Regions from separate parts of the Mus musculus genome. Here all the other regions are linked to region 2. Evidence: chromatin contacts called from public promoter capture Hi-C data. All regions are on one chromosome and are shown on one strand. The core of a region is the stretch at or near the end of the contact, and the rest is flanking DNA. Distances in the headings are between cores, read along the strand shown.

Region 1 (3,486 bases), core at 626-3,125, 2.5 Mb after region 2:
TCTATCCCAGGGTGCAGGTCCTCCCACCCAGCCTTAGGGATGCTCCAAACTTCAGAGGCCCTAAAACGGGGGTCTTTGCCACATTCCCAGAGCCAGAGCTCTGCCCACCCACCGCCTCTGAGTCCCTGTGTACAGACTCTGTCCCCAGCTCACTGTGAAGGAGATGCTCTGGCACTCCCACCACACACTCCCAGGTTTAGTTTTTCTTTTCTTTTCCTTTTCTCTTGAGACAGAGTCTTGTAGCTGAGGATGACCTTGAACTTCTGAATCTCCTGTCTCTTTCTTCCAATTGCTAGGAATACAGGCCTGTACAACCACACCAAGCTTGTGGTACTAGGAAGCAAACCCAAGCCTTCCTGCAAGTAGGCATTCGCCAACTAAGCCACATCCCCAAACCCCCCAAATTCCACAAAATCTTCCATGTTTTTGTTACACCATATTTAAAATTATGCACTGTGCCTTGCTTGCATGCACTTCTTTTTTTGCCTGCATATATGTCTATGCACCACATATGTGGGCCTGGTACCAGTGAAGGCCAGAGATGGGTATTGGATCGCCAGGGACTGGAGTGACAGATGGTTGTGAACTACTATGTAGACCTAGGCATTGAAGCCAGGTCCTCTGTAAGAGCAGCCAGTGCTCGTAAGCCGAGCTTCTCTCCAGCTTTATTCTAGATGTCTAGGCGTGCCATGGTACCTGTGTGGACGTCAGAGAACACGTTGCTGAAACCGATTCTCTATTTTCACAACGTGGGTCCTGGGATCAAACTGAAGTCACCAGACTTGGCCACAGGCACTCTTACCTGCTGCGCCCCCTCATGGGCCACAAGTCCCAAAAGCTCTTCCTCAGACTCAGAACAAGTCCGGGTGGAGGCGCTTACAAGGGGACTGATGAAGAATGTAGGGTGTGATGTGGGTGGTAGGTAGAGTGAGTGCGTGTCCTTGGCGAGGGTGACCAGGAACTTCTGATTCTTCCGTCTGCACCTTCCAAATGTTTGCATCACTGGCATGCGCCTCTGCATCTGATCCCCCCCGGCCCACCCCCCACCCCACCCCCATCCCCCCGCCAGGGTTTCTATGTGTAGCCTTGGCTGTCCTGGAACTCACTCTGTAGACCAGGCTGGCCTCGAACTCAGAGATCCACCTGCCTATGCCTTCCAAGTACTGGGATTAAAGGCGTGCGCTGCCTTTAACTACTGCCCCGCACTGCATCTGATGTTTTGTGTGGTGCTTGGGTGAATTGCCCTCTGAGCTTCCAGCATGCTGGGCAAGTTCTGTACCGAGTCTGTAACTTGAACCGCACTGGTAAGGCTTCGGAAGTGACACGGTAGGAAGTTTAGGAGAGGCAGCCTAAAAGTTAAGGACGGAGGAGAGCTTGGAGGACTCAGGGCCAGGAAAGGAGTATCTGTAAAAGCTGAGAGACGAAGGCTGTCCCTAGAGAGGCGCAGCTTCTCAAGGACAAAAGTGTATGAAGAGTATGAGGTGGCTCACGCTTCTAATCTCTGCACGCGGCGAGTCAGAGGCAGGGGTATTTCTTGGTTCCAGACCAGGCTGAGCTACATAGTGAGACACTATCTAAAAATTTCAAAGTGTTAGAAGCACGTGTCTCCTTGGTTTGTGAGTGGTCCGAGGAAGCAGACTTCTCGGGTAAAAATGCTGGCCGCCCAGCTCTGGTCTCAATTCGAGGAGACGCCCTGCGGGCCCATGTCCCCGCCCAGCTCTCGTCCCTGGCTCTGATTGGCTGCTCCTAGGGGCGGGGCTCACGCGCAGATTACGCCGGGCCTTTTCCCGTTGGCAGTCACGGCGGCGCGAGCCCGGAAGCGGACGGGGGCGGTGGCGGAGGCTTCTCCGGCCGGCCGGGGTTGCAGCTCCGTCCTCCCCACTCGCGGCTCTCCGCGGCCAGTGGCGTGGACAAAGACATGCAGTCCCCGCCCCCGGACCCGCTGGGCGACTGCCTGCGCAACTGGGAGGATCTGCAGCAGGACTTCCAAGGTATCCAGGTGAGCGTCCCTGCGGCCATCCAAGCCCCGAGCCACGTCTCTGTCTCGGGGACAAGGGTCAGGCAGTACTAGGTCACACATAAGGCAGCTCGGAGGGGTCAGGGGTCGAGACTCTCCCCTACTTTTCTTCTTAAATGTCTGATGGGAGCCCGGATTGCCCGCGCGTCCCCGGCGTGCCTGGGCGGGATCCCTCTGTGCCGGGATATCTCGACTTTGTGCAAAGGCCTTGAAAACTGATCAGGACTCTTCTGTTGCCCCTCCCCCTGCACTGCTACCCGATCTGGGACCCAGTCCCCTTCCTAAAGAGCAGTCACCCGAGGCAGAACCCAACGGGGCCCAGCCTTTTGGGTCAATTACCCTGCAAACTTGCAGCCGGACAACGCCTTCCCCGCCCTTGGCTAACTCTGCTGAACGCCGCAGGGAAGCAAGTTTAGGTAAAATTCGGGCCTGGTTGGGGAAATCTCAGCCATCTGAGACGGAGGGACAGCGCCCACCTAGGGACAAGAAGAGGCCCAGTACATGTGGCTCTTTCTTGTAGGGAGAGGTGGGCGGGGCAGACTGTACCAGGACCTCCTGGATTGGTAGAGCGACCACTGGAAAACCTCCCATCCCAGGATGGTGTTGTTTGTGGCCACTCTGTCTCCATACCAGAGAGAAGGAAACCAATGCTTCCTGGAAGGCTGTCACTGGGCAGAGGTGGCACATGCTAGAGTTTGAGGAGGATGCGGCAGCTTATTTTGGCATGAGAAACAGACCTAAATAGTGGAGCCTGGCCAATAGGAGACTAGGTTAGACCTTTGCCTCTATTGGACTGTTGCCTAGCCTCATGTGTCCAGGTTTCCCCAGAACGCTGGCACTAGAACTCTCCCTAGAGACCTACACAGCTCCATGTCTCCCAGTTTTGCCATCACCACGATGACCTCAGCCCCTGCCTTGATTTCCCCACACTGCCCCTTGCCCTTCGTTTAGGCTGCAACTTGCAAGGCTCACCCACCAGGGCAAAGTACTTGGGGAAGCTTTGGACCAAAGGTGCTTGCAGGAGGGGAGTGGATGGGAGGGACTGGCCTTAGGGCGGGAAGCCTGACGACCTTTAACCTGAGATGAAACGTCAGGAATGCCAGGGTAGAAGGCAGCATGGCTATCCCTGATTTCCATTCTTTCAGGCTGGGTAGGTAGGAGGATCTGAGAAAGGAAGGGGTGAGTTTAGGCAGCCCCTTTGAGAGCAGCAGTTCTCAGCCTGTGGGTCACCACCCCTTCAGGGAGATTGGATTACCTTTTCACAGGGATCACCTAAATAGCAGAATTACAGATAGGAAATAGCAATGAAAACAATTTTGTGGTTGGGTGGGTCAGCACAGCATGAGGACTGTATTAAAGGGTTGCAGTGTTAGGAAGGTCGAGAACCACTGGGCTAGAGTCCACTTAGAATTCAGACGCCCACCCGAGCTGGGGACAACTGACCTGTTGTTGAGGACATGTACCACGGA
Region 2 (3,669 bases), core at 121-2,620:
GAACTTTCACCCCCTGTGGCACCCATACGTGCGTCCCTACAAGAATTTAACAAATAAAAACAAACTACAACTAACTAACTAATTGTATAACTTGGGTAATGGTTTGTTTGTTGTTTTTTGAGGCTGAGTTACATGTAGTCCAGGTTGTGATTGAATTTGATATGTAGCCAAAGATAAGCCTGAACATCTAACCCACTGTTTCCACCTTCCAAGTGCTGGGACTACACTCTGTTTGGTTTTATGCAGTATTGGGATTGAAGAGAAGGCTCTGTGCATGCTAGGCAACTCATTCTCCGTACTAAGCTACCTCCCCAACCTTTTGGTAATTAGCTTTTATACCACATATCCAAATACTACATAAAGCTTACTATATGGCAAGCAAGGAACCACAGAGAAGACAAAAAGAGACAACTTGGAAATATTTGAAGGGATTTCTGGGCTGTGTGTCCCCAAAGGACCCCCCCACACACACACACACACACACCCTCCACCCCACGCTTTGCTTTCCCACAACGCACCGCCAGCACTGCACCTTCGCTCAGCACCAGGTAGCCAAGCTGGTCTGGGATTCGCTCCAGCCCTTGGGTCAGTGCGGAAGTCTAGAGGGTAAAGAGACAAGGAGAATCATGACAGCCTTGCAAACCCATCTCCCTCCTGGATATGAGCCTTCCAAGGCCCTCATAATGGCTTGTAACACTGAGTCTCCATCCACGGTCACTATTGGACCTCTGAGCTCTTCCACTTGTCATGTAGGTGACCCAGGAGGCCTTCCTAGCCCCTCAACCCCTCCTCATGTCCCTTCCCACTCCAGTCCCCTTATGCCCCGCCCCTTGTGCCATCTAGACTACTCCCCCGCTGCAGAACACCCGGTAGCGGAGCCTTCCTTCTCCAGCCCTCCCTGTCGCTTCCCTCCCATCTCTGTTCCCTTTCGGTCCCAGGGTGGACTGGAGGTGACAGTGAAATGCAAGCCATAAGGTGGCAACAGAAGCTCGGAAAACAGGGACGCGGAACCGCAGGCGTGCACACCCGCGCATGCGTCCACACTCACCATCGCAGCCGTAGGTGCAGTGTAAGCAGTCTGCCGGATAGGTAGTTTCCGGCTCCAGGCTCGGGTCAGGTGGTTTCACCAGCTGACTGTAGCCCAGCCCTTCGCTTGAGGATTGGATGGCGGGTATGTCATTATACTTTATCAACCACTGCGGAGCCCCGCTTTCCGAACACATTCGTGGATTGGTTGCATTTCCCCGCCCCTCAGGATTTGCCTGCGAGAGTTGTCCGGAGAGTCGCGGGGCAGTGTCGCCACACGAACGTGCACTGCTTCTATCCTTTGCAATAGGAATATGCATCTGCCGGTGGCTTCCAAGAAGAAAGTAGAACAGTCCGGTGATGTAAGAGGAGTCTTAGGTGTCACTGTTCAACCTGAAAAGAGAAACTAATGTACCAATGTGAAAGACGATGGTTTGGTTTACACGTGAAAAGCTGTTCACGTGTTAACTTTCTGCCTTGAGTATATGTGTTAAGAGTGGATCGGCCCAAATATGGCTATGAATGAGTAAATCAAATTTGCTGTGTACACACAGTAGTGTAAGATCAATACAAGATGATAATGTCCTGACACCAAATGCAGCTTGAGAATCTCCAAAACAAGAGAAAGCAGGCCAGGGAGATGGCTTCAGAGACCACTCAGCCTTCAGAGGCTCAGACCCAACCAAAAGGACGGGTTGTGAAAGGGCAGGTTCATAAGGCTATATATTATGTGGTCCCATCTATGTAAGACGCTTAGCTGTGACTATTGCCGAATGCTTGTAATCCTAGTTTAAAGCCTGAGAGGCCGAGGATTGGGCTGAATAGGGAGTTCAGTGCCAGACTGAGGCCTGAGCTACCTACCAAGATCCTGATTAAAACACATACACTTCTTGCAAATACAGAAAAACTGAAAGCAATTACTAGTTGGTAGTGGGGCAAGAAAAAATAGGAAGTGCTTATTAATGAGGGTATGGCAGGGCATGTGATTTAAGCTTTTTGGAATTCATATTGAAGTCTGCATATCTTTGTGAATGTGCCGAAGTTACTAAGTTGTACACTAAATTAGTGAATTATATCCCCCACCCCATTTATTTTCAGTGCCAAGAAGCAAAGTCAGGGCCTTATGCATACTGGGTGTGGGTCTGTACCCACAGCACTAAACAAAGAAAGTCGTCCACCCCAAATCATCTTGTAGAAGCAGCAGCTAATTAGAGAAAATGAGGCAAGGCTGTAGCTATCGTTTCAAAACTTGCCTAGCATGCATAGGCCCCAGATTCAATCATCATGACCAAAAAATTGAAGTAGGGCTGGCAAAGTGGCTCAGCGGGCAAAGGTGCTTGGCACCATTGCTCTGAAGTGGGTATACAAATATCAACAGCTGCTTTGTACAATCCAGAGAATGGTCTACAGTAGCCACAATTTTTATTTTGAACGAGTGACTTTATAAAGTGAGTGAGAGAGAGAGAGAGAGAGAGAGAGAGAGAAGCACATCAATTTCCATCAAATCAGGTACTCAAGTATCCAAGTATCCAGCCAAAACTACCTGAGGAAGTCCCTTTAAGACAACTACGAACAGACAGAGTTCTGGGCAGAGCAGAGAGTTTCTTCAGGGAAGGCTTCTAAGTAAAAGAACAGAAATCATGAAATTGGGAGCTTACAGACATCCATCCAAAACCAACCTGGAGAGGCTGAGGTTGCTAGCTGGAGTTCTGGATTACGTTTTCACACCATGACTGAGCATTCAGCTTCTCTATAACATTGCAGGAACTTTTTTACCATGCGTGAGCCCTGGGGATCTCTGTTGGAAATGGTTTACCTGGCAGCTGTTGTCAAGGGCAATTTGCTTGTTGGCTTAATTGGTTGGTTGGTTGGTTGGTTGGTTGGTTGGTTGGTTGGTTGATTGGTCATTCTTGAGACAGAATATCACTAATGTAGACTAAGCTAGCCTAGAACCCAAAGAGCTCCTCTGGCCTCTGCCTCTGAAGTTCTATGATTGAAGGTGTGCTCCACCATTCACTGACAGGTACAAGATTTTTGCTTTTGATGTTCTGTTTGAAAAGACTGGAATTTGCACAGGACACACCAGGACCAAGTTCCCAACACAAAGGAGAGATTTATTTGCTCCAGAGGGACAAAGAGTGTGGATAGAAGACAAGGGAGAGGGGAAAGAAATATTTGCTCCAGACAAAGTGACTACCTCTGGATAAAGTGGAGACAGGCATGGTCCTTAGGCAAATGGCAGTTTATAAAAGTAAAATAAGAAACCTGTGATAGAATGAGTTGCTTTGTTTTGATTAGACATGATAATTAAGGTGACCAAAGGGAGGCTTTTGATTGCTGGACTTTAATATTTTAATACCAGGCTGGCCTTGAACTCAGAGATCCACACGACTCTGCCTCCATAGTGCTGGGATTAAAGGCCTGTGCCACCATGCCCTGCTTTATTTTTATTTTTATTTTTATTTTGTGTAGCTTTGAGTATCTGTGTGAGTATATGCCATCTGCGTGCAGGTGCCCATGATGGCCAGAAGAGGTCATTGTTTCCATGGGAACAAGAGTTACAGGGAGTTTTAAGCTACTCATCTAACTGGGGTGCTCTGCAAGAGCAGCAAACACTCACAGCACCAAGCCATCTCTTCAGCC
Region 3 (3,595 bases), core at 796-3,295, 2.7 Mb after region 2:
CACCCAGGCTTTAATTTAGAAAAAGTCATTGGCCGCTTCGAATTAAACTCCTCTTCTGATGATGGCACAGTAGTGAAAGCCATTGCCGAGCAAGGGTGTGTGTGCACATCGCCACAGTCGGGACCCTAGGCCAGCTGGTTTGTGTGGCCCGCCTAGAAATTCCAGCCTCTGAAGTGGGAGACAGAGACTCTTCAGAGCCAACAGGCTAGTGTGGCTAGCCATATCAACAAACCCTGAGTTCCATGAGACCCTAAGTCAATGCGAGATTCAAGAGTGATGATGACCCCTGACATCGGCCTCAGATCTCCATGTGCACAGGTGCACGAATGTGCTTGCACACGGTGCGACACACCTGCAAACCGCATCTCTTTCAGTGTGGGAGGCTGGGGGGAGGGTGTCTGTGGGTAGTCTGTATACAGGTATATGCCTGTAATCCTAGCATTCAAGAGGCTGAGGCAGGATTTCTGGGAGTTCAAAGCCAATCTCAACTTTTTAGTGAAATATTATCTTTGTGCATGTAGGTGTGCATGTGTGTGCAGTACTGGCTGTCCTGGAACTCACTCTATAGACAAGGCTGGCCTTGAACTCAGAGATCCATCTGCCTCTGCCTCTTGAGTGCTGAGACTAAGGCTGTGGACCATCACCACCCGTCTTGAAACACTGTTTTTAAAGAGCATCCCTGGTGTGACCACTCAGTGGGTAGGTTGCTACACTAAGCCTATCACTCAAGTCAGATCCTGGGGTCCACACGGTAGAGAACAGAATCTAATTTGCTTTCTGACCTCCACAGAGTGCTGCCGTATGAACACAGTCCCACACATACACACAGGTACAAAATGTGTGTAAAACGTTAAAGGAAAGTCAAGCCTAGAGGCCCACGCCTATAATCCTAACAGTTGAATGGAAGAGGCAAGAGGCTCAGGGATTCAAGGGACTCAGCGACATAGTGAGTTTGATATTGTCATTAATTAAAACATTGCCTAGTACAAGTGAGACTTGTACTGGCTTCTATTGCAGAGCTAGATGGATAGCACCATCAAATTGCTTAATGCTTAACGGTGCCACTAGTTCTGTTAGTGAAGAACCTGTAACTTTTTTCTTTGCTGAGGAGCACTTCCCAGTCTGTAGGTGCTCCCAGAACAGGATGGGAGGAGTGGACCCTACCATAGTTGAACAAAGAGCATCTGTTGGGGTTTCTACCGAGATAAGGTGAGAACGAAGCAAAGTTTGGAAAGCTCTGGGGAGATCCTCGCAATCACAGGCCAGTATTTGGGGACCCTCCAGAACGGTCCTCCAGAACGGGCAGAAAGGAATGCACGAGGAGGGGACTTCGAGGACCACTAAGGCCGCCATCGCGGGTCCACACTGACGCAGAGTTCCCCAGCAAGCCGGTGAAGCATGGTGTGCAGCCATGCTTCCCTTGATCTGCCTTTCCATCCCCTCGGGAACTCGTGGCGCCGGCTGGACCGCAGGTCCTACTGCTCAGAAACCCGCAGCAGAGAAGGGCCCAGGAGGTGGCGCTTCGAAGTAGGGTGGAGTCAGCAAGGGCTGGTCTGTGGCAGCCAGGCCCCACCCACTAGCATGACGGACAAGCCTTCAGAGCAATCATAGTGCTTTTATGGTCCTGGGGGGTGGGAACAAAGGAAGAGTGACGGATGTAGGGTGGAGCCAACAAGAAAAGGTTAGGGCAGCCCATCAAGCCAGCCTGTTGACAGATAAGTCTTCAGACCAATGACAGTGCATGTAGAGGCCTGGAAGGCGGTGCATCGATTATGGGGCGGAGCCTAGGGGGCAGGTTAGGACAGCAGCCCACCAGGTCCTGCCCACTAATGATAATGGACAAACCTTCAGACCAGTCATAGTATGCGGACCGCCCTGAGGCGGGCAGCGGGTGAAGTGAGCGGAGCGCCTCCGAAGTGGGAAGAGGGGTGTGGGGAAAAGCCTCTTGGAAACATGGGGTGGGTTCTGAGGGAGATGGACAGCGCTGTCAACCAATGGAAGACGGAATCTGTCCCCGTTAGCGCCGGATCCCCGCGGGTAGGGAGGGGCGGGAGGCTCCGCGGGGATCCCGGGGCGGCCGAGGGCCCCTGACTCTGTTCACCCAGACAACATGGACCGAATGGCCAGCTCCATGAAGCAGGTATCCAACCCGCTGCCCAAAGTGTTGAGCCGCCGCGGAGTTGGTGCTGGGATGGAGGCTGCGGAGCGCGAGAGCTTCGAGCGGACTCAGGTGAGATTCGAGAACCCTGGGGCATCCCTGGGGCACTTGGAGTGATGCAGGGTGCAAGAGAGGCTTGGAAGGGAGTGGGACTTGCAGACTCGGGAAGGAATTAGGCAAGGTGGCTGCGATCGGAATCATTTTGGGGTAGGGAACTAGGCGGGTCCCAGGGAGGTTCGGGATCTACCTGGGCATCTCCACTGGCATAGGGGTCGGGGTGCACTCTGGGGAACTGCAGATTCCTGCGGCTGAGGGGACGGTCTCAGTGAGCACCATCAGGGGTCACAAGGGAGGCTAAAGGGAGTTGAAAGGGGACTGACGGAAGGGTGCTCCTGGATAGGGGAAGCACTTGGAAGTCGCTTGGTTTTTGCCAAGTGTGGGAACGCCAAGGTGGGGGTGTGAAGGGTGGCTCTGGTCGCCTTACTTTAGTATTGACTCTCCCTACACTTCCCAGCATCTCGCTCAACGGTGCCTCTAACTTGGCTCTCAGCAGCCCCAGCTGTTGGCCTCAGAGGCTGGGCCAAAGGGGTCTGAGTGATGGGAAGGACCGTAAGAAATGTGAAGTGTGGTCCAACTTGTAAAATGGCCCGGGGGTTTGGAGGAACGGGGACGCGCAGCCTGGGGTAGGAATTGAGGCGCTTGGATTGTCAGAGCTTTGCGTGCCGGCATAAGCTGTCCAGTGATACTCAGACTCCTGATTTGAGGTTTTGCTTTCACCCTCCAAAATATGCCTGACAGCTAATAAGCAGACCGCCTGCCTTATTTGTCTGGTCTGACCAGGGCAGATGGCCAAAATTCCACCGCAGTTATCAACAAAAAGCCACTATCCAGTTTTACCTCAGGCTTTTATGCATGCTGTATTGATCGGACTGAATCAAGTTGTGAGGCTCGGGGTGTGTAGTCATCAGTTCATCTGTATGTAAAATCTGTTTCTGAGAGTACAACTCCTCGGATCCCACTGCGGATGCCGGGCCGGTAGATTTCTTCTACTCTGGCTCTCCGAGTTCTACTTTGAAGATCTGAGTTGACTTCAGCCAGAGGCAGGTCCCCTGTCGTGTTCTGTGAGTAGGAAAGATGGAAGAGATAGGGAGGGCCTGTGTGTTCTATAAATGGACCTTGCTCGGAAGAAAGCCTTTTCACCCCAGGGGACTTTACACCACCTCTTGTTTCTGAGACCCCTGGGTCCACTTCTTGTGTCTGAGGGGGGAAATGGGGTAGTTGTACCCCGGGAGGGGAAAGAGAGACCACCGTCCACTTACCTCTCAATGTCTATAGAGTTTGGAGCTTTTTAAATTTCTCAGATCTTTTGAACCTTGGGCGTTGTTGCCAAAAAAAAGAAAAAAAGAAAAAAAAGTTTTCATATCCCCCCCCAACCTC

The links. Promoter capture Hi-C pulls out the DNA fragments that hold promoters and counts their contacts.
Region 1: a contact with region 2 is called in a promoter capture Hi-C map of liver, with 2.2 times the contacts expected there. The contact joins the promoter of Tmem120a here to the promoter of Lamtor4 in region 2. A contact is called at or near these places in 2 of 39 promoter capture datasets (liver and pre-B cells).
Region 3: a promoter capture Hi-C map of liver shows a contact between it and region 2, with 2.7 times the contacts expected there. The contact joins the promoter of Hip1 here to the promoter of Lamtor4 in region 2. A contact is called at or near these places in 2 of 39 promoter capture datasets (liver and pre-B cells) and 1 of 484 Hi-C or Micro-C datasets (CD4 T cells).

The regions. Positions count from the first base shown.
Region 1 is chr5:135,742,561-135,746,046 of GRCm38.p6, reverse strand. Tmem120a (transmembrane protein 120A) reads left to right here and starts at 1,875. Exons shown (of 12, transcript NM_172541.2): 1 at 1,875-1,999. The coding sequence starts at 1,919.
Region 2 is chr5:138,253,183-138,256,851 of GRCm38.p6, reverse strand. It overlaps Lamtor4 (late endosomal/lysosomal adaptor, MAPK and MTOR activator 4), which reads right to left and starts at 1,370. Exons shown (of 4, transcript NM_001081108.2): 1 at 1,049-1,370; 2 at 519-599. The coding sequence starts at 1,051.
Region 3 is chr5:135,543,572-135,547,166 of GRCm38.p6, reverse strand. Hip1 (huntingtin interacting protein 1) reads left to right here and starts at 2,045. Exons shown (of 31, transcript NM_146001.2): 1 at 2,045-2,230. The coding sequence starts at 2,111.